3 separate regions of the Mus musculus genome follow, and regions 2 and 3 are each linked to region 1. A link is a contact called in public Hi-C data. All regions are on one chromosome and are shown on one strand. The core of a region is the stretch at or near the end of the contact, and the rest is flanking DNA. Distances in the headings are between cores, read along the strand shown. Region 1 overlaps Fggy (FGGY carbohydrate kinase domain containing). Region 2 has its middle 22 kb from the start of Gm12707. Region 3 overlaps Fggy (FGGY carbohydrate kinase domain containing).

The links. A called contact is a pair of places that touch in the nucleus more often than the background predicts.
Region 2: a Hi-C map of myocytes shows a contact between it and region 1, with 2.7 times the contacts expected there. The contact joins two enhancer-like sites. A contact is called at or near these places in 3 of 484 Hi-C or Micro-C datasets (myocytes, nephron progenitors and uterus).
Region 3: a Hi-C map of myocytes shows a contact between it and region 1, with 5 times the contacts expected there. The contact joins two enhancer-like sites. A contact is called at or near these places in 1 of 39 promoter capture datasets (hippocampal neurons), 1 of 15 datasets of contacts at CTCF or cohesin (large pre-B cells), 6 of 484 Hi-C or Micro-C datasets (the 3T3-L1 cell line, 3T3-L1-derived adipocytes, CD8 T cells and 2 more) and 2 of 115 datasets of contacts at active chromatin or transcription factors (bone marrow-derived macrophages and fibro-adipogenic progenitors).

What each region holds. Positions count from the first base shown.
Region 1 is chr4:95,662,478-95,665,428 of GRCm38.p6, reverse strand. The region is part of intron 5 of Fggy (FGGY carbohydrate kinase domain containing); the gene reads right to left. Among named protein-coding and RNA genes, the nearest start is that of Fggy, 110 kb to the right of the region's middle. Within about 2 kb of position 1,573, at least 12 of the 459 cell types and tissues checked have an H3K27ac peak or open chromatin away from gene starts, as enhancers often do. A contact at or near this core is called in muscle stem cells and myocytes, where this site is marked.
Region 2 is chr4:95,461,681-95,464,631 of GRCm38.p6, reverse strand. No RefSeq gene overlaps it. Among named protein-coding and RNA genes, the nearest start is that of Gm12707, 22 kb to the left of the region's middle. Within about 2 kb of position 1,486, at least 22 of the 459 cell types and tissues checked have an H3K27ac peak or open chromatin away from gene starts, as enhancers often do. A contact at or near this core is called in myocytes, where this site is marked.
Region 3 is chr4:95,859,753-95,862,703 of GRCm38.p6, reverse strand. All of the region lies in intron 14 of Fggy (FGGY carbohydrate kinase domain containing), which reads right to left. Among named protein-coding and RNA genes, the nearest start is that of Hook1, 110 kb to the left of the region's middle. Within about 2 kb of position 1,388, at least 36 of the 459 cell types and tissues checked have an H3K27ac peak or open chromatin away from gene starts, as enhancers often do. A contact at or near this core is called in muscle stem cells and myocytes, where this site is marked.

The DNA.
Region 1 (2,951 bases), core at 324-2,823:
CAGTGTCCCATGTGTCACTAGGACTCAGTGAATGTTCATGTTATTTTGAGAATACTGCATAAACATTAAAGACTTAAAACAATTAGGATCAAATAAACCTTTGGCATACCTTTCTCAGCCCAGAGTACCCACAAGCAATGCCATAGACACTGGATTTTGTGATAACCTGTACTAAGATGTGCTTTAGTTTGGAAGTAGGATGAGTGGCCATTCATCATGGGGAATATGAAGACCTGAAGCCCTAGAATGGAACTCCCGCTGGGAGTTCAACTATCATTACTAGCTCAGTTATCATGGGCAAGTTGTCTAATCATATGACCCTTAGTCCCTCTGACTATAAGGAATTGTGTGTGTGTGTGTGTGTGTGTGTGTGTGTGTGTGTGTGTGTGAGAGAGAGAGAGAGAGAGAGAGAGAATGCCCCTATGAGTGTGGTGTGATGCATATGTGCGTATGCAAGCCTGGAGTTGATATTAAGAGTCTACATCAGTTTCTCTGCACATTATTTTCTGTCTCACTGATCCTGAAGATCACTCACTTGGCTAAGCTAGCTGGCCAGGGAGCTCCAAAGATCCTCCTGTCTCTGCTCAACCCAGTGCTGGAACTGTGAGTATGCACTGGCATGCCCAGGATTTTACACAAGTTTGAAGGACCTGAACTTAGATCCTCAGCAAGCACTGTACTGACTGAGCCATCTCCCAAGCCCCACTTTTAAATAACATAATCTTAAATATAATAATGGCTAGGTGTATATTCCTCACCATCATAATAGAGTCCTGAGAAATTATTATAATTGGGAAACATTATCCAGCTTCTCTAGAGTCACCGCACAACAGATGGACACATAACTTAGGCAGAAGTTACCAGCGAATCCAATTACACTTGGCAAGTGTGACTACCCCACCCCCATCCACACACTGAGCAAACATCAAGAGGTGACTGCTGTTCCTCTCTTAGCAGAGACTGAATTTCCCTGTCCCTCCATTGTGCTCCTGACAGCAACTCACAACTCACTAGAACTAACTAATTTATCTGCCGTCCCATGTCCACAGCCAGCATCCCTTGTTAGAGATGAGTGAGCCAAAAGCCACTGGGGTTAATTAAGTGACTTACTAAGTAACCTTTCCAGCCCAAGAACAGAAACAGCCTCCCTCTCGTGCACTGTTATGTCCACCATGCACTCCACCTCTCAACTGCCCATCCATCCTAGCTAAGTCATGGAAGGTACTGTGACGGCCTTCTTTGCCTCCTCAGACTGCACAGAGGAGCTGCTGCTCTTAACAGATTGCTTGTGATGGAATCCTGACAGGCTCCCTCCTGTGACAGGTAAAGGCAGGAACTATGAATTGGCTCAAATGCTTTAATGGAATATGTAGAGCTTTCCATATCTCTGGCCCAGTTTTGCCCTTGTGAGCATAAGCAAAGGAAATTCTCCTAGTGCAGAAACTACATCCAGAGCAAAGCTAGAGCAAAGTGGATTGTGCCAGCCGAGGAAGGAAACACGAGGCAACTGACTGGCCCCTCAGCCATCTCCTGTCTTCATGAGTCATAAATGAATGGCACCTCTGCCACTGGTGCCACAGGCAGATTCTCTGCTGCCCGCAGGCATCTGCTTCTGTCAGCTGGGAAGAATCCCATAGAGCACTGGTTTCAACTGAATGTCTTTGGGGAGGGCAGGGCTAGTACCCAGCTGCTGTTAGCAGACAGGGAGGCGCCTTCTCACCTGCCCTGGGTACCCTCTATGGACCTGACTCTCCAGCTGTCCCTGTGGTTACAGACTTTCCTTGCCTGACTCACAATAGTAAATGTACCCTTCCTCCAAATGAAGAATTAAAAAAAACAACTTTGTTTATTGATATCTGACGGGGAGAGGTAGGGATAGGAGAAGAAGAAGAAGAAGAAGAAGAAGAAGAAGAAGAAGAAGAAGAAGAAGAAGAAGAAGAAGAAGAAGAAGAAGAAGAAGAAGAAGAAGAAGAAGAAGAAGAAGAAGAAGACGACGACGACGACGACGACGACGACGACGACGACGACGACGACGACGACTTAGTTGTATTGCAGGTGGTACCATCTGTTGCAAAATTTTTGTTTTTATCAATTACAAGTCTGGCAGTAAACGGAACTTTGAAAATAAATAAAAATCAGAAAAATAATCTCCAAGACTGTATATGCACTGCTTAGCCTGGCTAAGAGAGCTACAGCCATCATGGGGGGTTAAACCACAACCATGTACATCCACCCTTTCAACTAATAATCACCAGAGCTGACTAAGGATTTAAATGATTATCTATCTATCTATCTTTTTATTTATTTAGTGTGTGTATATGTAGTATGTTTGTGAATGCCTGTGCGCATATGTGCATGTATGTACCCATGTAAAGGCAAGGTGTCATTGTCTAATATTTTCCTCAATTCCTCCCTACTTTTTTTTTTTTAGATAGTGTCTAACGTTGTATCTGTAACTCACTGATTCAGAGAAGATAGCAGGCCAGCAAGCTCAAGAGCTCCTCTTGCCTCTACCTCCCCAGTGTGAGGATTATATGTGCCTACCACCATGCCTGGATTTTTACATGAGTATTGGAATCAGAATTTTGTTTTTATGCTTACACAGCAAGTGCAGTTTACAAACTAAGGCATCTCCTGGCTTCCAACTAAAGTTTTAGCCATATTTCTAGGCACTGGAGAGAAAATACTAAGGCTATTGACTTCAAGAAGCCAAGACGATATTTGAAGGGTTCATATCTTCTCCCTCAATAAAATCAAGGAATTAAACAATGTGTTTCTGGAGAGTAGCAAACATCATAAGATGATGAACATGCTGATATATAGGCAGAACATGCTGATATATAGACTGAACATGCTGATATATAGACTGAACATGCTGATATATAGGCAGAGGCTCAGGGGAAGCCTCTCTAAGGAATCTTCTGAAGCAAGATTGACTGGAAGAAAGTTCT
Region 2 (2,951 bases), core at 237-2,736, 200 kb after region 1:
TTCAGCCACTGCACAGATGGCATATCTGTGAAAACTTCAAGATACTTCTATAAGGCAATGTGATTCCTGCTTCTGCAGACAGAAGCCCAGAGAGGTTAAATACCTTTTCTTATGTTACACAAGTGGCACAAAATAGGACAGTCATTTGAAATGTAGAGATATAGTCTCCAACCTGATGCTAATTCTCTCTTTGCATGTGGATCCCAAAACTGTTAGTACTGACGGAGGATAATTTTAAGTTTGAGATCAGTTGTAGCCTGACACTGAGACTCTTTCTCAAAAAAGCAAAATAACATGTAGAATCTTGAAAAAGTAAATCTAAAACACTTTCCTTTTTAATGAAACTTTCTATGATATATTGGTTTATTACTTTAGTGTTAACTTTATTTGAATTACACCTTTGAAAATTGGAGCATAAAAGTGACAACTAATGACTTTGTTATTTTCCATTTAAAAAAGAGGAAGGGGGAGAGATGACTCCTGCTGAGGACATGCCCTGAGAAGGATATTTTCTCTAAGCTATTTCACCAAAATGCAAAGTTCAATATTTCTCTCTTTCCAAACTGAATTTTTATTAAAAGTATGAGATTCTAGGCTTTAGAGAGCGTGTACATGCCAGAGGAATATCTTCCCCAAATTGTGCCCAAGCTCACATACAACATGCAATCAATCTCACTGAACCCACTAACCTCACTATGGGATGTGCATCACTGCTTTTAGTTTTGCAGCTGATAAACTTCAAGGAGGCGGAATAACTTGCACATAGCTATTGTGTAGGGACTCAGCTGGCTCTTTCCTCTATACCTCTTATGCTTCGAGTCTGTAGACGGGGCTAACACCCAAGTGGCCTCAGTCAGATTCTTTCAGGATGTCACAACAGGCATTTGGGGTTGGGCCTGAGTGTAGCTCCTCCAGAAACAGCTGCACGTACAGGGTGGGGGGATTACTGGGGAGGCCACTGGGGAGGCCTGGAGGGTGGTGACCTGGTATCCAGGGAGGCAGGCAAAGCAGATTTCCAGAAAGTTTGGGCTGGGCAAGAGTAAGAGGTCCAGGCAGCTGTCCCAGGCACAAATTCCAGCAGATTTCCAAAGAGAAAGTTCAGTACCCAGGAATCTGTGAAGCCCAACGGCATGTAGCAAGGCAAACTAGAGAATCAACAGCTTATGAGCTGGGACTAAGCAGTTCAAATGCTCAGGGGTCATGGGTACGTTGATGCCTCAGGTGACTGAAACAGAGCCCTCCCCATGGAATAAGAGAGATGGAGTACCATGGTGGTTGAGAAGAAGATTTCTGAGGCCATCTGGGTTGTTGCCAACCGAAGCTGATGGATGTTAGCTGTGTGGCCTTGAAAAGTTACTTCAGTGTTCTGCATCCATCAAATGGAGATGCTGATGTGGACATGAGATAAGAGGAGGGGAACAGAACAACACTGGACTTCTCTCAGTGGTCTGAGCTGCAGGCACTCGTCATTATTGCTGTGGATGACGTTCATGTGGTGGTTAGAGGCCAAGGGCATAGAAATCACAGACAGCAAACCTTGGCACAGAGGCTATCTGTGCAAGGGATGCTATCAACATGCTTGGGTGGGTTATCTCATGCAAAGTGTGGTACAGGGAGTCTAAGAGGGAAAGTGCAAGAGTGAAATTAGAGTTGGAAGAATTTAATTGATATCTCTACCTACTATTCAAAATTGTGAAAATACAGTTGGCCATCCCTTATTCAAAATATATAGGCATAACATGTTTCAAATTATTTGGATTTTGTTATTCACCTGTTAGAAAATCTTAATCAACAAATCTATGATGCAGAAGTGCTCCACAATCTGCTTTGGGAGCACTCCAAACTTGGGATCTTTGGATTAGGGATGCTCAGACTGCAGCGACTGAGAGTTAACCAGGCCCTTCAAAACTGCCAGCTAAGATGTGGAGGACTTAACTCGGATGATCTCACTTGTTGACTATGAACTATGGGCAAGTTGCCTGACCTCTGTGTATCTTCATTTCTCCATTTGTGAAAAGAGGGAGGGAGTCTCACGTGTTTATTATGAGTTATGAAAGTGGATACAAGTATTCTACCCCTGGCCATGTAATTTTATTAAAATGTCTCTTGAATGACAAAGTCTGTGATAGAATCAGAGGCTGCCTGGTTACTTCAACTCGATTTTAGGCTAACAAGAAGGAAAAAGCTAGGGTGATTAAAATAGCATTATTTAAGTCCTCACACATTTTACCTTGTTTTAGGTAGGGCTTAGATTTTAATTAGGAGTTAGGCCTCTGCATCAAGAGAACCTTTAGAAGCAGCTTTGTCCGGCCACAGGTTATTGTGTCCCTCCTCTCCAGGGTTACCAGGAATGCTGAATATTTGCATGTTAGTGTTAACAAGCTTCTTGTTGGAGACCTGGTTTCTATGACACAATGAGAAAAAAACTAATTCCTACTCCCTAAGTTTATAGTGAGGCACAAGCAAGAAACTATAAAAAGACTCTGAAGGTGATATTTTCAGTCCCTAGGAAAGTCTACCTACAATGTTTGAGGAGCAAATAATTTATTGTGTTTTTGGCCATTTGCCAAGCTGTTTTCATGTTTTGGTGTGAATTAATCCCTTGTGAAGAGCCACATGAATGTTAGTTAGGCTACAGGCTAAGCAGCTGTATGAGACAGTCCCCTATTGAACTTATACAGGAGTGAAGTTCATAACTAACTGCTGAAGAGCATGCCACTTTTCAGGTGAGTAAGCTGAGACTTGACAGTTTAACTGATGGATGTACAATTTGGAGCTGAAAATCAATGACGTGTTTTAAGTGTTTTAATTCTAGTGTTTTAAGAGATAAAAATGCAGATACAGTACAATGGCAGTTTTGAGGACAGAACGAGCTACTTGACTTGGGGACGTAAGAAAGGGCTGTACATGTGCAAGTATGCGTGTGCTTGTGTGTGTGTGTGTGTGTGTGT
Region 3 (2,951 bases), core at 139-2,638, 200 kb before region 1:
GGGGGTGGGGTATAATCAGTTCTAAACTTTTGTTTGCTTTCTTAAACAGGAGGCTGCTCTACCAGCCCCAATGCCAGTGGGCTGTGCTCCTTACAGACCCAGTGTTCTCTCCAGTATTGCGGGCTTGGAATCCTTCCCCAGACTAAACTCGTCTGACATCATTCTGTCACTCTCACTGGCACCTCTACAAATCGTCATACTGCTCTCCCGCCTGGTCTAAAATGAACGTGTTCGTTTACCCTCCAATGCCCACTCACTGTGGAAGCCATGCTTTGAGGTCCTACTTCTGTCCATGACTGGCAGGCCAGCCAATCACGCAATGGTCCACTCTGGTTTCTGGTTATTGCTTTTAAATCTCACTCACTGTCAGATCCTTGATGGTAGGAACCTGGCTGGGATTTCTTTCTTTTTTAAATTTTAACCTAAATTCTACTTGGCATGCTCTCATGCTTGGCTCTCTTCAGGAGAAAGAACATGGAATTAGGGATAGAAACATTCCAACTTGTGTACAAAGTGTGAACTTGATTAAGTAATTTGTTTTCTCCTATCAGCCAGTCCAGGGGCAAAGGAACCGGTGGTATATAATACGGAGCGAGCAGAGCAGTGCTGGGTACGTGCTCTTGAGTGCAAACTGGCCAAGGGCCAGGCTCTAGGAGTAACTTGGTGGCACAGCATTTGCTTGGCACAAGGCTCTAGGTTTGATCCCAAGCATCACCAGCAGAACTTATCATACATGTAGAGAACTAACACTGAACACAGGCAGCTAACAGTTATCATCCACTCTGCATCTATCTGTCCTTTTCATTGAGGGATGACTCACGCCAGTGACTGTGCCAAATATTTTGAACATATCATCACTTAATCTCCTCAACCCCCACATGAGGTGTACACTCCAGAATCTCAGTCTTTGAAGTAAGGAAACAGGTTTGGAAAGGCCAGTGGATTTACCCAATACATAGTTATGAAATCTGAACCTGAGACTTGAGCTTAGTCTTGCATGATATCAGAATCTGTGCTCCTATTTACGGTCCTATTTATTGGGTGAATTATACTGTATAAAGTAAAAACAAAGAGGGGTTACTAGATGAGAAAAATAAAAAATTCCTCACTGGAAAGACACTTGATAAACTGTAATTCCAGGCTGGCAACCACTAATACTCTGAGCACTAAATGTATTCTTTAAAATTACAGATTAAAAACACTTAGAACATATAACATATCATCTCCAAATGAAAGTGGAACAGTAGCAGCTGTCCAGCCAGGGGGGAAAAAACCCACACATATCACTTACTGCAGTTTATAAAAGTTCAGAGCTCTGACATGAAGGCTGTAGTGTGTTTTCGCTTGAAGGATGCCAAGTTCAGGGACCTTCCTGTGGGCTTGTTTACTGACATCTGATACACTTCAGCATCTGCTCCCCTTCTTGATTGATGCGGTGCTTCACGTTAGCACTCCTCTCGTGCCAGACTGGTAAAGAGATTTAGTTCTTAGGCCCTACACTCCCCAGCCAGTAATGTCACTGTGCTAGAAAACTGGCTGAGGAAGCAACCAGCCAAAGTAGCATGCTATTCATCTACCAATCTGTAGGCTCAGTGACACCCCTGGAAACCCCACAAGTTTCTGTTATCATGCTGAGCTTTCAACCTGGTGAGACAAAATAAATTCTGTTTCTATAAAACACCCATGAAGAAACTGATTTCTAAGTTAGTTTGTAAAGAAATGGTAATTTTAAAAATTTGGTCCCAGGAAAAATGCCATCTCCTAAAAGTAGCTTGTGTTCTCAATGCCATGACCAAACACCACATGACCTGAAATGCTTTCCAGATCTGCATTCACGATGTAATGTTCCATCAAACTAATCCCCTTAATCCAGGTCAGAGACAAACTGCCACATCCCAAAGATGTTCCCTGGGGCTCTCACCAGGCCATGGCTGGAGTTTCAGTGTCTGCCAGTAACACTTCTCTAGTAAGTTTCTCTAGCCAGGCTCTCCCCACGTTTACATAGCCTGCTGTGGTACCTGAAGGCTTTGAGTATGAGGATGTAAGTACTTGGCGTGTGATTTTTATTCTAGTAGCATGTTTACTCACTTATTATAATCATCCTTAAGTGTCATACGGATACCAGCGACCTACAAATAAACAACTTGTTTCTTCTCTCTTAGCAAAACCACTAAGATCAGCATAAGTGGCTGCAGTGCTACCGCAGGGGAGGTAGTGACGCAGGATTAGCTCTGCTGCCTGCTCACCTGCCCCACCTGGTAAGAGTTACTGTTACCACAGCTGTAGGCTCAGCCCTGCCAGTCTTTCCAACAATGAGAAGAAATAGTGTCTTCCTTACTACTGACTGCAGGGACATCTGCTTTATTTCCAACCCCTAGCACAGCCATCTCTGAATAGGTATCTTCCACAGCATGGGGCATGAGGGATATATTAGTGTGTCTGAAGTCAGGCCACCTGAGTTTAAAACCTCGTTCTACTACTAACCTTCAAAAATCTTGTGCTTTAATTTCTTTCTATAAAGTAGAATAATATATGATCTATCTGGATGAGTTTGTCCGGAGTGTTGAATTAATGCAAAGAATAATAATATTAGTATTTTTCCTAGTAACAGGCAGTGTGCTCAATGGCTTTCATTCTCAGATTTGTACCAACTCAGTAAGGTTTGTTAAAAAGGAACTGAGGCTCGATGATATTATGTAATGTGTCTTACCAAGTTTGCTCACATAGCAACTTAGCAAGCCATAGACAGGCCATCACCCAGAATGGAACAAGGTGGTTCAAGGACCACTTTCTCTCGGTGTGTCCCTTAATTTCCTCTTAGCCTGCTACAATGAATCCAGTTCTGTTTCCTCCCCTCTTCCTACACTTAGCATATACTTGCCACAATTCCACATGACTGGGTTATGTTAGCAGTTGTTACTAAAGTTTATTATACTGCACAAAGCAGAGAG